2 separate regions of the Gossypium hirsutum genome follow, and region 1 is linked to region 2. A link is a contact called in public Hi-C data. All regions are on one chromosome and are shown on one strand. Each heading gives the region's core, a stretch centred on a gene start, on an enhancer-like site or on the middle of the called end of the contact. The rest is flanking DNA. Distances are from core to core; before and after follow the strand shown.

Evidence for each region. A called contact is a pair of places that touch in the nucleus more often than the background predicts.
Region 1: a contact with region 2 is called in a Hi-C map of leaf, with 1.7 times the contacts expected there. The contact joins the promoter of LOC107947560 here to the enhancer-like site in region 2.

What each region holds. Positions count from the first base shown.
Region 1 is chrA08:90,756,802-90,761,269 of Gossypium_hirsutum_v2.1, reverse strand. It overlaps LOC107947560, which reads right to left and starts at 3,006. Exons shown (of 3, transcript XM_016882184.2): 1 at 2,858-3,006; 2 at 661-839; 3 at 140-524. The coding sequence starts at 2,860. The coding sequence ends at 386.
Region 2 is chrA08:90,678,373-90,682,763 of Gossypium_hirsutum_v2.1, reverse strand. It overlaps the pseudogene LOC121205036. Among protein-coding and RNA genes, the nearest start is that of LOC107958715, 12 kb to the left of the region's middle. Within about 2 kb of position 1,318, at least 3 of the 9 cell types and tissues checked have an H3K27ac peak or open chromatin away from gene starts, as enhancers often do. A contact at or near this core is called in leaf, where this site is marked.

The sequences.
Region 1 (4,468 bases), core at 1,757-4,256, 77 kb before region 2:
ATATTTTTCGAAAAAACTATTTTTACATATATTAATAAATTTATATTTTAAATTATTCTTATATATATTGCAATGATTTATTTATTTAAATTATTATTAAGCTAGAATATACATTAGAAAATAAAAGAGAGAAGAACAATGCAAAATGTGAAATATTTAAAATTAACCTTTGCTGTCAGAGCACAAAAATCTTTGCGTCTTAATGCATGTTATTTCAAATGTTTGTCATCAGTAACTCAATGCAATGCAAGCATTGCTAGCACCAAATAATTTTAAAACTAAAACCAGTCGTTGGCTAGTAACTGAAACAGCCTATGGCCACCGTATAGAACGTGCAATGTCGAGCGTTGAGCTGGTCATCAATGCTAAAGGGAAGAGCTGCAAATCACATCTGTTGGGGATTTGACAGCAGAGGAAGGGGGACAGTGCTATACGGAACAACCTTATTAGCTGTGCTATAAAGATATAGCTGCGGACAGTGCGGATGGGCCTCCAAAGCTGCATCAACCACCGCTCTAAACTTTCTGTAGTAGGAACCACAAGTTTTTTATCACACGGACAAGATTTGATTGCATTCAGAGAGAGCAAATAGCATGGCATGTATGTGTGCATTTAACATTTATGTAGGAAGAAAAACCGGATCATAAAGGGAAAACCTACCTTTCCACTTCCGGCATATTTAGAACGGATTTAAAGAACTTTTCCAGGGAAGCTAGCACTACAGCTTCAACCATTTGAGGTTCCGCTTTCTGTAATGTGGAATCGATCCCTCCGTTTTCTAATCCATTCTTTGAGTTGAGTTTCTTCAGTATAGCAACAGCAAAACGAGCTGCCCAAACCTGCAAAGGAAGAGCCATTTTCACCTTGTTGGAAAGCATACATAAGAAAATGTGCACAAAACAGATAAAACATGACATCCAAGCTCATAATCAAAGAAAACTTTAGGAGAGTTTTATGAAAATAAAAATAGTATGAATAAAGTTATTTAGAAGTTGAATTTGAACATCCAGACTACAGAGACTTCATCTGCTTCACAAATCAATACATATAATGCGCATTCTAAAGTCTTTTCTACAGCTAATAAAACAAAGCATAACACAAGTATTTCAACTTTGATCATACAATTATAGTGCTACTGAAGTGATAGAAATTTCCAAATGTTTCCAGAACCTGGACTTGTACTCAATTCTTTTTTATCAAAGGCCAAGAATAGTATCTTATTGATTCCACCGTGTTCTATTCAAGAGCAGACCTTTAGTGATATAAGCTAAAAAACTCTGTTCATAATTTGATATAAAACATTCATTTCAAAACTCAAAAACTTACTGTGAACTGTAATCAATCGTCTAAGAACATTAAGAACATCATAAATAAGAACATTAGGATTTAAAGGGTCAGCTGATCCTGAATCAAAAATTACTCCTTTTATTATCTCTTTCAGCCCCTCTCTTATCTGAAAACGCTCAATCACTGAACCGTATCTGCCAAATAATGCCAGAATTTACTTTTCCATGTGCAAAATTCCAAAATCAAAGACCTTTCGTCGTACTAAAAAAAGAAAAAGAGAAAAGGGAGGCATCGAAGTAAGAAGGGTCCTAAACTGCTACAAGAGTTAAACTACCTAAACTGCTACATTAAAGACCAATAAGAAGAATTTTCAATTTATAACAATCATGACTCATGAGATTATCAACAAGATCGAAAAATCAATCACAGCATTAACAATTACTTATAATTATCCAGAGGCAAGCTCAAAGAAAATAAGTAGCGATGAGGATATCGCACTTTATTGACAAGTGATCCAGTTGCTTCTTGTCAACTACACAGAGTACCTTTCTAATTCTACTAAAAGAAAATACAGCAGTGCCTTGTAAGACAGAGATGACAGATAACTTCATATTCTGGAATTATTCTAAGCTATATAGAAAATTGATTTAAGCTACTAGTAATTAATAATTACGTCCAAGAATCATAACGCAATCAAAAACATGATAATCAATTCAATGAATAACATGATACAATAAACAAAGTAATAAAAAACAGCCGATTAAAAAAAAACCCAAATCAAAAAATTAGCACGGAATAAAAAAGAAAAAAAAACCCCACATTAGAAAATAATAAGAAGAACCAACAAATAGAATATCAAAACATCAATTCAATGAATTAATAAAGAAAACCCATATCAGAAAATGAAGAAAAATTGAAAGACAGTACTGAAAATCAAGTCATCTACAAGGATCCTTTCAAAAAACCCAGTCCAAAAAGACTTACCAGAGGGGAAAAAAAAGCTCAAAGACGCCATTTAGGCAACACTGAGAAGACTATGAGAAGAACAAAAGCATAGACACAAAGAGAGAATAATGGATGAATAAAGATAATAATTGGAGAAAAATGGGAAGAGGGTGGCTGCTTTAGCTTGCTTCCCCTGTTGATGATTTTGAAGATATGAGACGAACTAAGAAAAAAGAGGAGAGATAATAAGAAGATGAAGAATGGAAGAAGGAGAAGGAGTTTTACCTGGACGAAGAAGGAGATGGAAAAAAAATCCGCAAGACATTTTCCCTAAAATGACTGAGATTTTACCCGTCTCTAGAAAAATATTTTACATTTGTAAAATGTTTTCATGCTTCCAGACACCGTAAAATCAAGAAAACATTTTCCGGAAAATGTTTTCCGCACATCTCACCTTAAACTTGAACATGTAAAAAAGACGAATTCTACAAGCAAGGCGGAACCTTTCAAGGCCTATATTGAAGAGACATTTTCGTTTTCAATATCATTTGCTTTTGGATCTCCGTGGATGGCGAGACCCTGGCAATAATACTAGTTGGCTAAATTTTCATCATTAATATCTTACCATTTTCTCTTGGCTCGAGGTTCAGGTTTCACTTTACATTAACGTATGTCAGACTTGTTGATTTGATCCAACCAAAGACTGGCGAATGTGGTCCCCGAATCAGGTATGGAAAGAAAAAAAAAACACCATTTGCAAGGCTAAAAATGAAGAGTGTACGAAAATTTATAGATTTTACTAAAATTTTTAATTTATACCGATTCTAATTGCTTAACACAATGCATTTCTGCATTTTTATTGGAAAATAAGTGGATTAATTTTTATATATTTTAAAACATATAAATTAATATTTTAATTAAATTTTATCTATTAAATAATAATATGATGATGTTGAAAATATTTTTTATAGGTAAATTATAAAAATAATTAATTAATTATGTCTTTCATTTTTTTATTACAAATTATTAATTTTTTAATCTAATCACTAAATTTTTTGAAATTAAATATTTTAATTAAAATGTTTATTAAGTTTTTTTATTAGTTTAGTCATAAAATTAGTCCTTTAATGTTTACATATTCTATTAATTTGATACTAAATATAAAAAAGTTAACAAATTTAGTCCTTAGTGTTTAAAAAATTTGTAATTTTAGTTAATTTAAAAAATCAATAAAATTGACCCTCAACATTTACAAAATTTATCAATTTAGTCCTAACTTTAAAATTTAAAAATATATTATAAAAAAAGTTAAGTTTTAGCCATTTATTTTCTTTTTGGATCTTAGATATTGTTTATGTTTTATGCAATTCACTACACCAAAACAGACTTTTAGCGGCGTTTTTAGCGGCGTTTTAAAAGAAAATGCCGGAAAAAATCAAATAGATGGAGTTTTAGCGGCGTTTTTAAAAAAACGCTGCAATAGATCGAGCTTTAGCGGCGTTTTTGAAAAAGCGCCGCTAAAAGTTTAAGCAAGACGACGTCGTTTTACATGAGCTTCATTGGCAGTAGCGGCGTTTTCCCAAAAACGCCGTAACAGATCAAACTTTAGTGGCGTTTTTGGAAAAATGCCGCTAAAATGTTAAACAAAACGACGTCGTTTTATATGAGCTTCAATGACATTAGCGGCGCTTTCCTAAAAACGCCGCAATAGCTCGCACTTTAGAGGCATTTCTATAAAAAAAACGCCGCTATAGGTCACATAATTAGCGGCGTTTTTTTGTAAACGCCGCTAATAGATTAAGGCAAACGACATCGTTTTAAATTAGCTTCAATGACATTAGCGGCGCTTTACTTAAAACGCCGCAATATATCAATCTTTAACAGCGTTTTTACAAAAACGCCGCTAAAACATTAAGCAGACCAACGTCGTTTTGTTTGAACTTCAATGGCATTAGCGGCATTTCTCGAAAAACGCCGCTAGAGTTTATGGGGCAGATACATTTTCTTTCTTTAACAAAGTAAAACACAACAAAATCATTACATTTTTGAGTTCTTTATTACTTAATATTAGGTGTTTATGGGTGCTAAATATAATATTTGTTTAAATATAATATCATATATTTTATATTTGTTTGAATTTATTTTTAGTGGGGCTTAAAATATAGGTTTAACATTTTGTTAAAGCCCACTAATACTTGCAAATGATTAACCTAAGTCTATTTTAAGTCCAATCATA
Region 2 (4,391 bases), core at 69-2,568:
CAGATCTTCTTCGACATGTACGCATTATTAAACTATTAGTTTCAACTTATTTTAAATTAAATATTTCTTCTTTTAACGAACCAGTTTTGAATATCCTATGTTATAGGGTGGACAAAAATGAAGATGGTAGGATCACTGAGGCTGAAGTAAAAGAGGTAAAAATAATATGTATATTTCCAATTTTTTAATAAAATTGTATCCAACATGCAAAAAAATATTTACTTTATTAAAAAAAAACAATTAAATTGTGATGCTCATGGGTGATACTTTTAATTATTAATAAAATATTTAGTGGGATTTGCGAGGGCATTCTGGTGTGTATATAAAAGTAATTGACTTTCGCTGTGGATAATATAGATTCTGATGCTAAGTGCTTCGGCAAACTAGCTATCGAGATTGAAAGAGCAGGCGGAGGAATATGCAGCTCTGATCATGGAAGAGTTGGACCATGAAAGATTTGGATATATCGAGGTGGGTCCATTTTTAATTTATGTGGAGCACTCATATTTCCATAATATTTCTCGCTTTGATTTTTGTCCGATAGATCTTACTATTATTATTTAATAACAAAACATGTTGATTGTAGAGAAATCATACTATATTATTATTTTGCAGTGAAACTTATTTTCAAATTAGTTTCAGTATAAGACTGACCAAACTACATCCCATGATTGACCATCTCGAACTCATGGTTCTGCCAAGTGGCGGACCTTATTCATTCACGCATGCACTTACCTTTCATTCTGCATCACTGATAGCTTAAAACAGTTGATATAATCAAGAACATCCTTGCCCTTTGCGTGACTAAAAATTTTTCGATCATTTAAAAATTTCGTTTCCATAATTGCATGATTTGGTTGATCATGATCTATGGAATGATACAGCTATGGCAATTGGAGACACTTCTCTTGCAAAAGGACACCTACCAGAGCTATAGTCAAGCCCTAAGCTACACAAGCCAAGCCCTTAGCCAAAACTTACAAGGACTAACAAAGAAGAGCAGAGTCAGGAGAATGATTAAGAAACTTCTATACTATTTAGAAGAAAACTGGAAGAGGCTATGGGTGGTGTCATTATGGATTATGATTATGACAGGGCTCTTTACTTGGAAGTTCTTTCAATACAAACAGAAGAATTCTTTTCAGGTTATGGGTTACTGTCTCCTCACAGCCAAGGGGGCAGCTGAGACCCTCAAGTTTAACATGGCTCTTATCCTCTTACCCGTCTGCAGAAACACCATTACTTGGCTCAGGTCCACCAAGCTGGGTCTTTTCCTGCCTTTTGACGACAATATCAACTTTCACGAGGTATGCGAACAACATACCAACTTTTCCTTTTTCCTTTTGCTTTTCCTTTTCGTTTATGGGTCCCAGGCAGCGGCGAAACTATCCCTTAAAATAATTTTTTTATATACTTTTAAAATTTTAAATTAGTGAAAGTAAAATTATATTTTAAATTTTTAAAATTTAAAAATTTGATTTAATTTTTTATAAATTATAAAGATATAACTTATTAAAATGATAAAATTATATTTTTTATCATAAAAATTATAATTTAATTTCGGTCTCTAAAATAATGTTTGAGTTTCGCCCTTGATCCCAAGGACATGATGACATATAAAAGTCAATTAATATGAATTTACTTTTAGAATAATACGAGTTATGTCAACAACATAAAAAAAATAGCGATTAGAAGAGCTTGTTAACATCTTAATGAATAAATTCAAACTTTATCGATATAATTTCTTCTTAATAATTTGTAACTTGACTTTGGAAAAAAAAGGTGCTGGGTATTGCAGGTTCACATAGCAAAACTTGAAAATTAAACCGATCTTAAATTATTTATTGTGTGTGAAGAAATTAGAAATTGATAATTTCTATAGAAAAAAGGTCAAAACTGGCCATTGCAAATTTGTTCATCTACTATAAAATTTAATTTCGAATCAAATAAAGAAAATTATAAAGAATAGTAAGGTTAAACTTAAAAAAGACGACTTGCTTTGTTTAAAAGTGACGCGAGGAAACAAAACAAATAAGCAATTTAATCCTTATAAGGTTTTAAAAATGTTAGAATTTTTTTAACCCACTTGAGAACATTTTTAACATTTAAGTTTAATGCCATTTAAGTTTTTAGCTCTTTGCATCAAAAGTAAATATAAAAGGCTAAAATTGCAAAAGAAAATTAAATCTTTAGTATATGGATCCGGTAGTTTAACAAAAAGCTATATACGAAATTGAAACATTGTAGTTTTAATGTGTTTTCGTCCGTGACCAAAGACATTGACTTCCACAAAATCAAACTCCCAATAGCTTGACCTTATCGTAGCTGAACCTGGGCACTTCCTAGATTCACTAAAGTATCTGTAGATCACAAGTTTGCTGCTCTGGAGCATTATATCATGCAAGCTTAGTTGTTTTATGAGTAAGAACAGCCAATTTAATCCATCAGTTTCATCATTTCTACTGTGGCTCATGGAATTTTAGTTATGAAAGTTATGAGATAATCTTGATGCACATAGGAAGCAAACCTTACATTTATAGTGGATACAAGGTTTTCATGGCACTGACTTCTTTTGTATCCCTGAATTAATTAACCACAAGTTTGAAGTTATTTATGATATCTCATTGAATTTGTGCAGACAATAGCTGCAGCCATTACTATTGGAGTCATTCTCCATGCTGGTAACCATCTTGCCTGTCATTTTCCTATGCTTATCAAGTCCTCTAGTGATCACTATGATCTACTAATCAATGACTTTGGAAGTCATAAACCAACCTACTTAGACCTGGTAAAAGGGGTTGAAGGAGTGACTGGAATTTTAATGGTTATCTGCATGGCAATTGCATTTATACTGGCAACAAGATGGTTTAGGCGGAACCTGATTAAGCTGCCCAAGCCCTTTGATAGAATCACTGGTTTCAATGCTTTCTGGTACTCACATCACCTGTTTATCGTTGTCTACATCTTGCTTGTCATCCATGGCGTATTTCTTTATCTTGTGCACATATGGTACCGTAAGACGGTAAACATTTAAATCTTCTTCTTTTCTCAAATGATTGCATAAATTCGAACAACAGGATTTTATTTTATGTTTTACTGTAACTTTAATTAATTGTATTGTATTGTATTGTGTTCCTGGATGCAGACTTGGATGTACCTAGCTGTTCCAATTTTGTTGTACGCTGGAGAAAGGACACTTAGATTTTTCCGTTCTGGTTTCTATACTGTCCGGCTTTCGAAGGTAAGCATAACACTATCAACTATGATTCCGTATAGAGAAAAAGTTCCGTAATTAATTGGAACTGCTAAGAGAAACATTTAGTTAGGCCAACCAACAAGCACATTGTCAAAATTTTCCAGTGAGGCCTAAATAGCTCTAAACCTAGGGTGCTTTTGAAATTTGACTGATGGTCTTTTTGTGCATAGGTTGCAATTTATCCGGGAGGTGTTCTCGCACTACTAATGTCTAAGCCGCCTCAAATTCGGTACAAAAGTGGACAGTACATGTTTGTCCAATGCCCTGCTGTCTCTCCCTTTGAATGGTAAGCAAAATATATATATATATATTTAGGTATTATTTCAGCTATTTCACTTCCGCCAGGCTACTAAATTGCATCCAGAGTTTCCAGAATAATACATCTAGGGATAAATTCTCAATGACTAACTTATGTGAGTTTCAAGTTTATTAGCATGAGGTTTAGGGTTCGATCTCTGTGTTTCTATACCCCTTCCTACTCCTTTCATTGTAATGTACTTGCTTCTTTGTATAATGCTTATTTGTATAAAGAAAAGAGAGATGAATTCATGATAGAAGAGGATGAAAATGTACATTTGTTAGATCAAAAGCCAAGTCCATTTGCTGTCAACAATAATAGCCCTTTACTATAATAGGATCAGGTTCAACGTTTTCTATTGCTTTTTAATAATGTAAAGGGTGGCCAAAAAAGAAAATAATGTAAAGGAAGTTTAAAATATTTAAGTTTTACAGATGGTATACGTTTTGCATCATGCAAAAGGAAAAAATAATCTCAACGCGTGAACATTTCTTTATTGTGAACCAGGCATCCATTTTCCATCACGTCTGCTCCTGGTGATGACTACCTTAGTGTTCATATCCGCCAGCTAGGTGACTGGACACAAGAGCTCAAACGGCTATTCTCAGAGGTTTGTGAACCTCCTGTGTCTGGGAAAAGTGGGCTTCTTAGGGCTGATGACATCACTAAGAAAGGGTATATCTATTCGTCTTGTATTTATATATTCAACGGTTTAGCAGCATTTAGAATCTATTATGGAATAATTTTCAATGACCCTTGCTTGATAGTATTATTATCTGAAGTACAGCTTGCCAAAGCTCTTAATAGATGGGCCGTATGGTGCCCCGGCACAAGATT